3 separate regions of the Mus musculus genome follow, and regions 1 and 2 are each linked to region 3. Evidence: chromatin contacts called from public Hi-C and promoter capture Hi-C data. All regions are on one chromosome and are shown on one strand. The core of a region is the stretch at or near the end of the contact, and the rest is flanking DNA. Distances in the headings are between cores, read along the strand shown. Region 1 holds the start of Mark2 (MAP/microtubule affinity regulating kinase 2). Region 2 holds the start of Atl3 (atlastin GTPase 3). Region 3 holds the start of Ppp6r3 (protein phosphatase 6, regulatory subunit 3).

The links. Promoter capture Hi-C pulls out the DNA fragments that hold promoters and counts their contacts. Hi-C and Micro-C count contacts between places; a contact is called where the count stands out from the background.
Region 1: a promoter capture Hi-C map of pre-B cells shows a contact between it and region 3, with 2.5 times the contacts expected there. A contact is called at or near these places in 2 of 39 promoter capture datasets (cranial neural crest and pre-B cells).
Region 2: a Hi-C map of B cells shows a contact between it and region 3, with 6 read pairs. A contact is called at or near these places in 2 of 484 Hi-C or Micro-C datasets (B cells and CD4 T cells).

What each region holds. Positions count from the first base shown.
Region 1 is chr19:7,340,478-7,343,177 of GRCm38.p6, forward strand. Mark2 (MAP/microtubule affinity regulating kinase 2) reads right to left here and starts at 1,383. Exons shown (of 18, transcript NM_007928.3): 1 at 691-1,383. The coding sequence starts at 744.
Region 2 is chr19:7,493,128-7,495,827 of GRCm38.p6, forward strand. Atl3 (atlastin GTPase 3) reads left to right here and starts at 1,311. Exons shown (of 13, transcript NM_146091.4): 1 at 1,311-1,534. The coding sequence starts at 1,489. It overlaps Gm52401 (a long non-coding RNA gene), which reads right to left and starts at 667. Exons shown (of 2, transcript XR_003952920.1): 1 at 490-667.
Region 3 is chr19:3,574,318-3,577,017 of GRCm38.p6, forward strand. It overlaps Ppp6r3 (protein phosphatase 6, regulatory subunit 3), which reads right to left and starts at 1,432. Exons shown (of 24, transcript NM_028999.1): 1 at 1,324-1,432. n-TAagc9 (a tRNA gene) reads left to right here and starts at 1,946; the gene lies at 1,946-2,018.

The sequences.
Region 1 (2,700 bases), core at 133-2,632, 3.8 Mb after region 3:
TGGGAAACACGGAAGCGACACATGCCAGTGCCAGGAGCCTGGGAGCTCCTGCCGAAAAGAAGGGAAAGTGATGAGCAAGGAGTAGGCGAACGATTTGGAAAGGTGACGAGGGTGGAGCTGGTGGGTTGCAAGCAACAGGGAGAGCCCAATTTGGAACGGGAAAGGAGGATAGAAAAAGCTGGGGAAGTGAAAGGGGAAAGGGACCGAGAACACACTCCCGAGACACGGACTCTTGAGGGAGAAAACCGAGGATTGTGAGAGCCGGTGCGGGTAGAGAGGGTACAAAGCTAGAGAGATGCAGAAAGAGGTGGGCAACAATCCGCGGCAAATCGCGGGGTATTATTCGAGGAGCAGGAAGGTGGCTGCTTTAAGCGTGGGTGGAGGAAGACCAGAAAGGCCCCTGAGAGAAAAGGGAAGAGAGGGGGAAGCTGGGGAGATAGCACGGAAGAGCGCAGGAGGGCGGTGAGAGGCGAGGGGCGTTTGGCAGAAATACAAGTGTGCAGTTCAGTCAGGACGACGTGGGTCCCAGGTCAGGATTCGGAAGAGGGATGTGAAGGGCTGGAACCCAGGGCCAGATGACAGCCTAGGCTTGTAGAAGAAAGCAGGAGCACGAGGAGAACTGAGGGAGGGAGCCTCCGTAAGGTGCAGGGGCCCAGTCACAGAATTAGGGGAGCCCTGAGGGCTCCTTACCTGCTCCGTGTCCCTTTCGTTCAGCGTGGGTAGGGGGGTCCGAGCGCTGGACATGGCGCCGGTATCTCAGGGGAGGGAATGGAGAAGCTTGGAGGAAGATAGGGAAGGGAAGGCTAGGAGCCCGGCCGGGCGGGGCTTCTCACAGCAGGAGCACCCGCTGCATGGGCCCCGGCCGGGGGTGCGGGGAGGCCGGGCGATGGCTCACGCCAGCCCGGTGATGCACCGCTCGGGCTAGGCCTCGCCGGCTCCGAGCGGCTCCGGACCGCACCCCCCCCCCCGACCCCCGGCTGGGTTGTGCCGCCTTTCGGCCCGGCCGCGCCGCTCCGCCTACTCTCAACCGCCGCAGCCGGCCGCCTGCCTCGCTCCTCCCCTGCCCTCAGCCGCACTGCTCCGCGCCCGACACACAGGCAGCCGCCGCCGGACCTGCTGCTCCCAACATGGCCGCCACCACCGCCAGCCCTCGGCTCTTTCCGCCGGCAAGAGCCGGAAACATCCGAAACAACTAGGAACGGGAGGGGGAAGAGCCTTTTCCTCTCGGCCCAGACGATGGGTGAATTCCGGAAACTACCGAAGAAGGTAATCCCCGGGGACGCGCGCACCTCCTAGATTCCGAAGACCGAGGTTCGGCTCTGTTTACGGAAATCCACGAAGAGACTCCCCGCACCTCCAGAGCCAACCAGCAGCCACGCCTACCGGCCTTTCTCCGCCCACTTGGAGCAAGCTTTCGGCAGTTTCCGGAAACAGCCGAAGAGGCTCCGCGTGTGCTAAACCGGCCACGCCCCCGTTCCGTCGCTCGGCCGAGAGCGGTAGTCAGCCATTTCCGGCAACACCCGAGAGCTGCCGAGGCTAAGAATCTATCTCTTCGTTTCTTTCCGTCAGTTTTCGGTTATTTTCAAACCTTGAACAGGCGTGGGTCACCTGTACCTGTTGTTTGACTTAGAAAATACCGCTATTAGCTGTTCCTACAACTGATGTCCTTTGAGCCTAACGCCAACTTCCCATCCGCATGTTTAGCTCATAAAACCCACTTTATCGCTCAACCTTGCTATCAACGTGTGAGTCAACTGCCAAGTGTAGTGTCATCCTATTGCCTGTCTCCTGCTTTGCACACCCGCCCATCTTGCGACTATCTTGGCTTCTAGAAGTCTATGTCAGCCTTATATTGAGTCAGTCCCCTCATTCCTCTGTAAAGCCTGGGACAGACACCAGGTCGGACAGGCACTGGGTCAGCGTCCTTGAAACTTAACACACCTTTAAGGTACAGTATTTTTTTCAGTATTGAGAAAAATGCTTGCGTGATCTTGGCATGGAATCACATAACAAAGGCCAGCAAAATAACTCAGTTTGATCCATGGGGATCCACATAGTGAAAGGGGAGAACCAAGTCTAAAACATTGTTCCATGAGCATGCTACCCTATACACTAAATAAAAATGTAATTATATATGTATATATGTGTGTGTGTATAATATATATACATATGTATGTATATGTATATATATAAAATGAGTTGGAGAGATGGTTCAGAAGTCAAGAGGAAGGACTGGTTGCTCTCCCAGAGGACTGAGGTTTAGTACCCAGCACCCATATGGTGGTTAACAACTGTCTAACTAGTTCTAGGTGGTTTGACACCTTCTGGCTTCCACTAGGTTGCACAGACGTACATACAGGCTAAACACTCATATACACAAAAGTTAAATAGATAAATACTACAACATAGGTCAGAATGCTGGCTCATTCAGAGCCTGTACTATTTTCCAGAGAATCTGGTCAGGTCCCAGCATCCACATCAGATGGCTCCCTACCCCTTGTAACTTCAATTCCAGGGGAAATGATGCCCTCTGGCCTCTACCAGCACCCGCATGCCAGTGATACACATAAACCCATAAAAGCACAAACATAGGCACATACAAATAAATATTTCTTTAAATTACACATAACATTTCCTTTCTGCTGTTAGTTTCGATTCTATGACACAGTTTCCCACTGTAGACCAGACTGACCAAGAACT
Region 2 (2,700 bases), core at 61-2,560, 3.9 Mb after region 3:
TCTAAAAGCTAGAAGAGAGTTTCCTAACAGTCTTGAGAGTTTGGGGGGTAAAGGGGCTCAAAGAGGGGTTAAAGAAGTGTAAACAGGATTTCTTTAGGTAGGCTACGAATAATTTTTACCTCATAACCTTTGGCATAATTGCTCAGGAAGTAAAGATAGCTGAAAGGCTTGGCAGGGTGTAGAGATAGAGGGAAGTTCAGGGTAGGCCGAAGGAATAAAGAAAACATTTGCTGAATGAACGAAACAATGGTGAGGAAAAATCAAGTCACTGGGGTGACACTACCTCCATCTATAGGATTTGTTAGAAAACAGTATTTAGTTGTGGCAAATTGTATTTTCACAATATGTCAAGTATGAATAAAAGCATTTCCCAACAACTTCCTTTTGTAAAGTAACTTTGAATCACGGTCCTAGAAGTCTAAAGTTTACAAAAGGTGGGTCATGGCTCAGAATAGTCTGAGGTCGCGCGAAAATGAGACAGAGACTCACTATGTAGTTCAGGAAGGTATTGAACACCTGATCCTCCTCTCCTGGTCTCCAGTACTGGGATTACCAGCGTGCCACCCGGAGCCTGACTTAGTAAGGTCTTACTTTAGCTTTTTGTTTGTTTGTTTTGTTTTGTTTTTTTGTTTTTCGAGACAGGGTTTCTCTGTGTATCCCTGGCTGTCCAGGAACTCACTTTGTAGACCAGGCTGGCCTCGAACTCAGAAATCCTCCTGCCTCTGCCTCCCAAGTGCTGGGATTAAAGGCGTGCGCCACCACGACCGGCGTTACTTTAGCTTTTAGTAAGCCTTGGTCAGATCAGAGATTAGGGGTGATGGTGATGATAATGAAGTCACGATGGTCTGTCCTTGTGAAGTCAAAGTCGAAGCGTTCGCGTCATCATGTTAATTCTTTCATACCACCACCTGTAGTCCTGGCCAGCGAGGAACACCAGAGCCCAGCACGCGGGCCGGGTGGGGGCTCCCGGCGGGAACCGGGTGGCCAAAGCCCGGCCCTGGTCCCCGGGTTAGGCGCCGGGCAGGGTCTTCCGAGAGCCCTCCTCATTTTTTTCCCTTTGCAAGGCCTAATGGGAGTTGTAGTTCAGCGGTAGGAAGACCCACTCGGCCCAGTCCTGTCCTCCGTTTCCTCTACGCCCCGGATGAGGGCGAACACCCGGGTCAGAGGGGCCGGGCCCAAGAAAACGCCGAACTACAATTCCCGATGGACCCGACATTCCAGTACGCAGTCACAGGTACCCGCGGCACGATCCCCGCTCCGGCGCACGCGCACCGAACGGTGGCGGGACTCGGCCGCGTGCGCTTTCCCGCCCTCGTCACGCCCTGCGCCATCGGCAGGGCTGTCTCCTGAGCTGTAGGCTTTCTCCGCGCGCCCCTCCTTCTCGGTTTCTCCCCAAGTCCAGGCTCCGCCTGTTTCCCTCCTCCAGGGCAGCCTCAACCCGCTCCTGTCTTCTCTGCCTCTGCTACTTCTGCTGAAGGAGGAGGCTCCATGTTGTCCCCTCAGCGAACTGCAGCGGTGGCATCGAGAGGAGCAGGTGAGGCGTCCAATTTTCCCGGGACCCGGTCCGTGGTTACCCACGCTGCCTCCCAGTGCTTCGGCTCCGAGGTGACAAGCCGTCCCTGCCGCCGCCTTTTTTGGTGTGGCGACGGGAGGCCGCACCGCCGGGTGTCTCGGCTCGGAATTCAGGGCCGGGGCTCCTGGAGCGGGGAACGTTCCCAGTCTCCGCCGGGAGCCCGCGGCCTCCTGCGGCCTGGTGTTCTGGCCCGTCGAGCTCCGCCCTGTGCTGGGCAGGGCGTGCCGGGCGGTGGCGCGCTCCGGGTCGGGAAGCGAGGTTGGCGGTCCGTCTTAACGGGCCGGGATCGGCGGAAGGCTTTATTGTTGAGCCTTAAAGTGCTGGAATGCTGCGGTGCAGCCTTGGAGTTGAAAGGTTTTATTTTAAACGAAAAGACCTTGAGATACTGACAAGTATTAGTAAAGTTCGTTTTCCACCCGCGCTTATCTCCATGTTTGGTGATAAAAGAATTGGCCTAAATTTGGTTGTTTTGTTTTGCAAGTTTTTTGTTTTGTTTTTTTTTTTTTTAAAGTAAGTTTGGTTCCTTTGGCTTTGCCGGAGACATAAAATGAGGTGGTAAAAGTACTAAATGAAAACCAAATAGTCCCTCCGTAAATTCATGGATGCAGTTTCGCCTGTCATTTTACCTGGCACTGTGCTTGTTTAATGGGTATGGCCCTGAAATGATTGCAAGTTTCAGTTGCGAAATCTAAAGGAAAAAAAAAAGAAGAGTCAACAGTAGTGTTTGAAGAATTTTTTAGCAAACCCCAGTCTTCAAATTTGAGTACGAAGTGGAATGTTTTGCAAAAGGTGAAGAAAAAAAAAAAAAAAAAAAAAAAAACCCCTAGCAGTCTAAAACGTCATGGTTCTCAGTTTTGTTTTGGAGAAGTGGAGTTAAGTAAAACCTACGTTAAGGATTTGTACTCTATGTCAGTATTCAGCTTACATACAAACTGCAACATCAAATGAGGGCTGTTTTGCTTCCTACGAAAACCAGCTTGTATTCTAGAAATTCCTGTGCAGCTTTTACATGCGTGAGGGGATGTATGGGTGAAAAACATTTTCACCTAGTGAAGCATAAGGCCAATACCAACATTGTTTTATTTTCGGTAGTTTACTGTCTTTTGTAATAGTCATAACCATAAGAA
Region 3 (2,700 bases), core at 182-2,681:
CCACTGAGCTGATTCTATTCACAAAGCACGATTCTAGCTGCTTTGTGCTAACATATTTACATATATACTCAGTTACAGTCTAATATGAACATGTTAGATAAAATTGGGACCTAACATGAGATAAACTTATGAAACAAACTTATTTTCATGGGTTACAGGGGCAGCAAAGAGGACTAATTCGCCCAAGGTCACAGGACTAGAAAGTGACAAAGGAAGATGTAATTTTCAGGTGGCCCATAAGAAAGCTCAAACACCACTGGCAACAGGGATCTTGCACCTTGCAATTTCAAGGAACATTTTAGTGGAAGGAGATCTTAAGTTCCTTTCTTACGGGCTGTGTCAACTGCAACATGACCTTGAGGGCAAAAACCAAAGTAAACTTGACTTAAGAAAATGAAACAGTATCCATATTAACAAGTGCTCTGATGCAAGGAAACCTTCTAAGTGTCCCCTCCCCCAAGCCAAAGCAAAACATAAACAAAGCTCTGGCCCATTCTAAAGAGACCACAGCAGGTAGGCGGCAAATGACAGTAGGACATGCGGTGGAGAAGTACAGACACAGAGCTACCGAGACCACTCATTCTGTCCCACCTACAACTTCAAGTCCAAGTTCTAATGAAAGACAACGGGACTGGGGAGAAAAAGACCTCCAAGTTAACAGTGAGCCGAGCTTTAAAAGCGAGGTGCTTGAAGCCACAAGAAGGGTAACTCCTCACTTCAGCTCCAAAACACCAGGGAATCTCCAATGCCCGCGTCTGTATAAAAGAGAGACTCAACGGCGGAGGATGAAGATTCACTGCGATGGCCCCGAGAGACTCGGAACTGGTTTTTGTGTGTTCCGATGACTCTGCTAATGCCCAGAAACCCACACAACTTGTTTCTCAGAGGACAAGAGTCCAACAAAAGCCTTCGCGAAGCTCTCCAGCGAGTTGACAAGCTCCAGGAGATCCCGAGAAGTCGCTGTGAAGGCCCGGGCGCGGGAGCCGGGGAGCTCGCCCAGGACCCCCGACTTGGCTCGGGGCGCGCCTCGCCTCGCCTGGGCTCCCGCCGAGCCAAGCCCAGAGTCACCTCGGCGTCCAAAGTTCGCAGTCGGCTCGGCTGACTGCCAACGCTCGGCCCGGCTGACAGGAGCGGGCGGCCCGGTCCTGGCCAGGACTGGACGCCGCCTCCCGGGCCGCCGAAGCTGCCGATTCCGGGGGGGAGGGGAAAGGGGCCGGGACGCTCCCTCCCCACGCCGCCGGGACCGGACCACCGCCACGATCGGTCGGCCGCTTGCCCGCGCGACCCGCACACTCCGCGCCACCGCCCCCTCCCCTGAGTTACCTGGAGGCGCCCAAGACCCGCAGTTAGTCGCGCTCAGGCGGGAAAAAGGTTCACCGACACCATCAGCGAAGCGCCCAAAATGGCGGACGTATCAAGCAGGCCTTGAGTTACCCCCGCCCTCCCTCCGGCCGCCCCGCAGCCAATCACAGGATAGACCCCGCCCCTTCACACGGATCATTGGCTTGTCTCTCCCGCCCCCCACAACCTATTGGACCGCCCAGCGGTTCCCTCGACTCCACTTCGATTGGCTTTGAGGTCTTGTCAGTCAAACGCGAGAGGCGCATTCTTTTTCCCATGGTCTTGACGGATCCGGAACCTCTAGACCCCGGAGTCTGAGAAACAAGTCAGAAATTGGGAGAAGCTTAGGCTGGGTCCCTCTGCCCCGTAGCAACAGCGGGGCCTCGCGTGACAGACGCTTGGGACCACCAATCCGCATAGTCAATGTAGTTTAAAACAAATGAACCAAACCAATCCCGGCTGTGTAGCTCCGGATGCGAAGAAGCCAATGGGGTAACACAATGACAGCAGGCGGTGGGGTAACGGCCGCGGGGGACGAGGGGGGGGGGAAAACCGGTGATGACGTGAGTCACAATACAACCTGCGACGGAAGTTAATTATAGCTGGGGAATTAGCTCAAATGGTAGAGCGCTCGCTTAGCATGTGAGAGGTAGCGGGATCGATGCCCGCATTCTCCATAGCATAGTTTTATCGAAGACCTTCAATTAAATTACTTCAGACAAAGTAGAGTGGCATCCCTGAAAATGGGGTCAAAATGTAAGGTTTCTTAATACAAAGGAAACCAGGCTGTATCTTTTGTCACAGAGAAGAATTTTACACATGAATTTCTTCCAACTGCTAGTGTCCTATACGTATAGTACTACACATTTACCTTGCCCCAGAACTGGGGTCCTGGACATCAGGGTCCCTACTCTCAAGTCTTGCACTTAACCACTGTCATGGCTAATCCTGGTTTTTAATTCTCCTGGGGCTGTCTAAAAAGGTGAAACTGAGCTGACCACAAGCATTCTCTACCTCCTGGCTGGTTGTGATGTGATGTGATGTGATGTGACGGGCAGACTCCCACACCTGCTCCCTTGACTTCCCTGCCATATTGGCCTCGACCTGTGAGACAAAATGAACCTTTTCTCCCTAAAGTTGCTGTTGTCAGAATATTTTATCACAGCAACAGGAAAAGATACCAAGGTGCTCCCCTTGGGTCCCTATGAATAATCTGCCTGGTTCAGTGTGGACAGGACCATAAGTTCAGGCACGCTGCAGCTGGCCACCATAGTCAACAAAGTCTCTGAGTCTTGGAAGTCTTTCATGAAGCAGGCCTTCCCATGCCATCTGGAAAGCAAGTGACCAAGGTGATCAAGC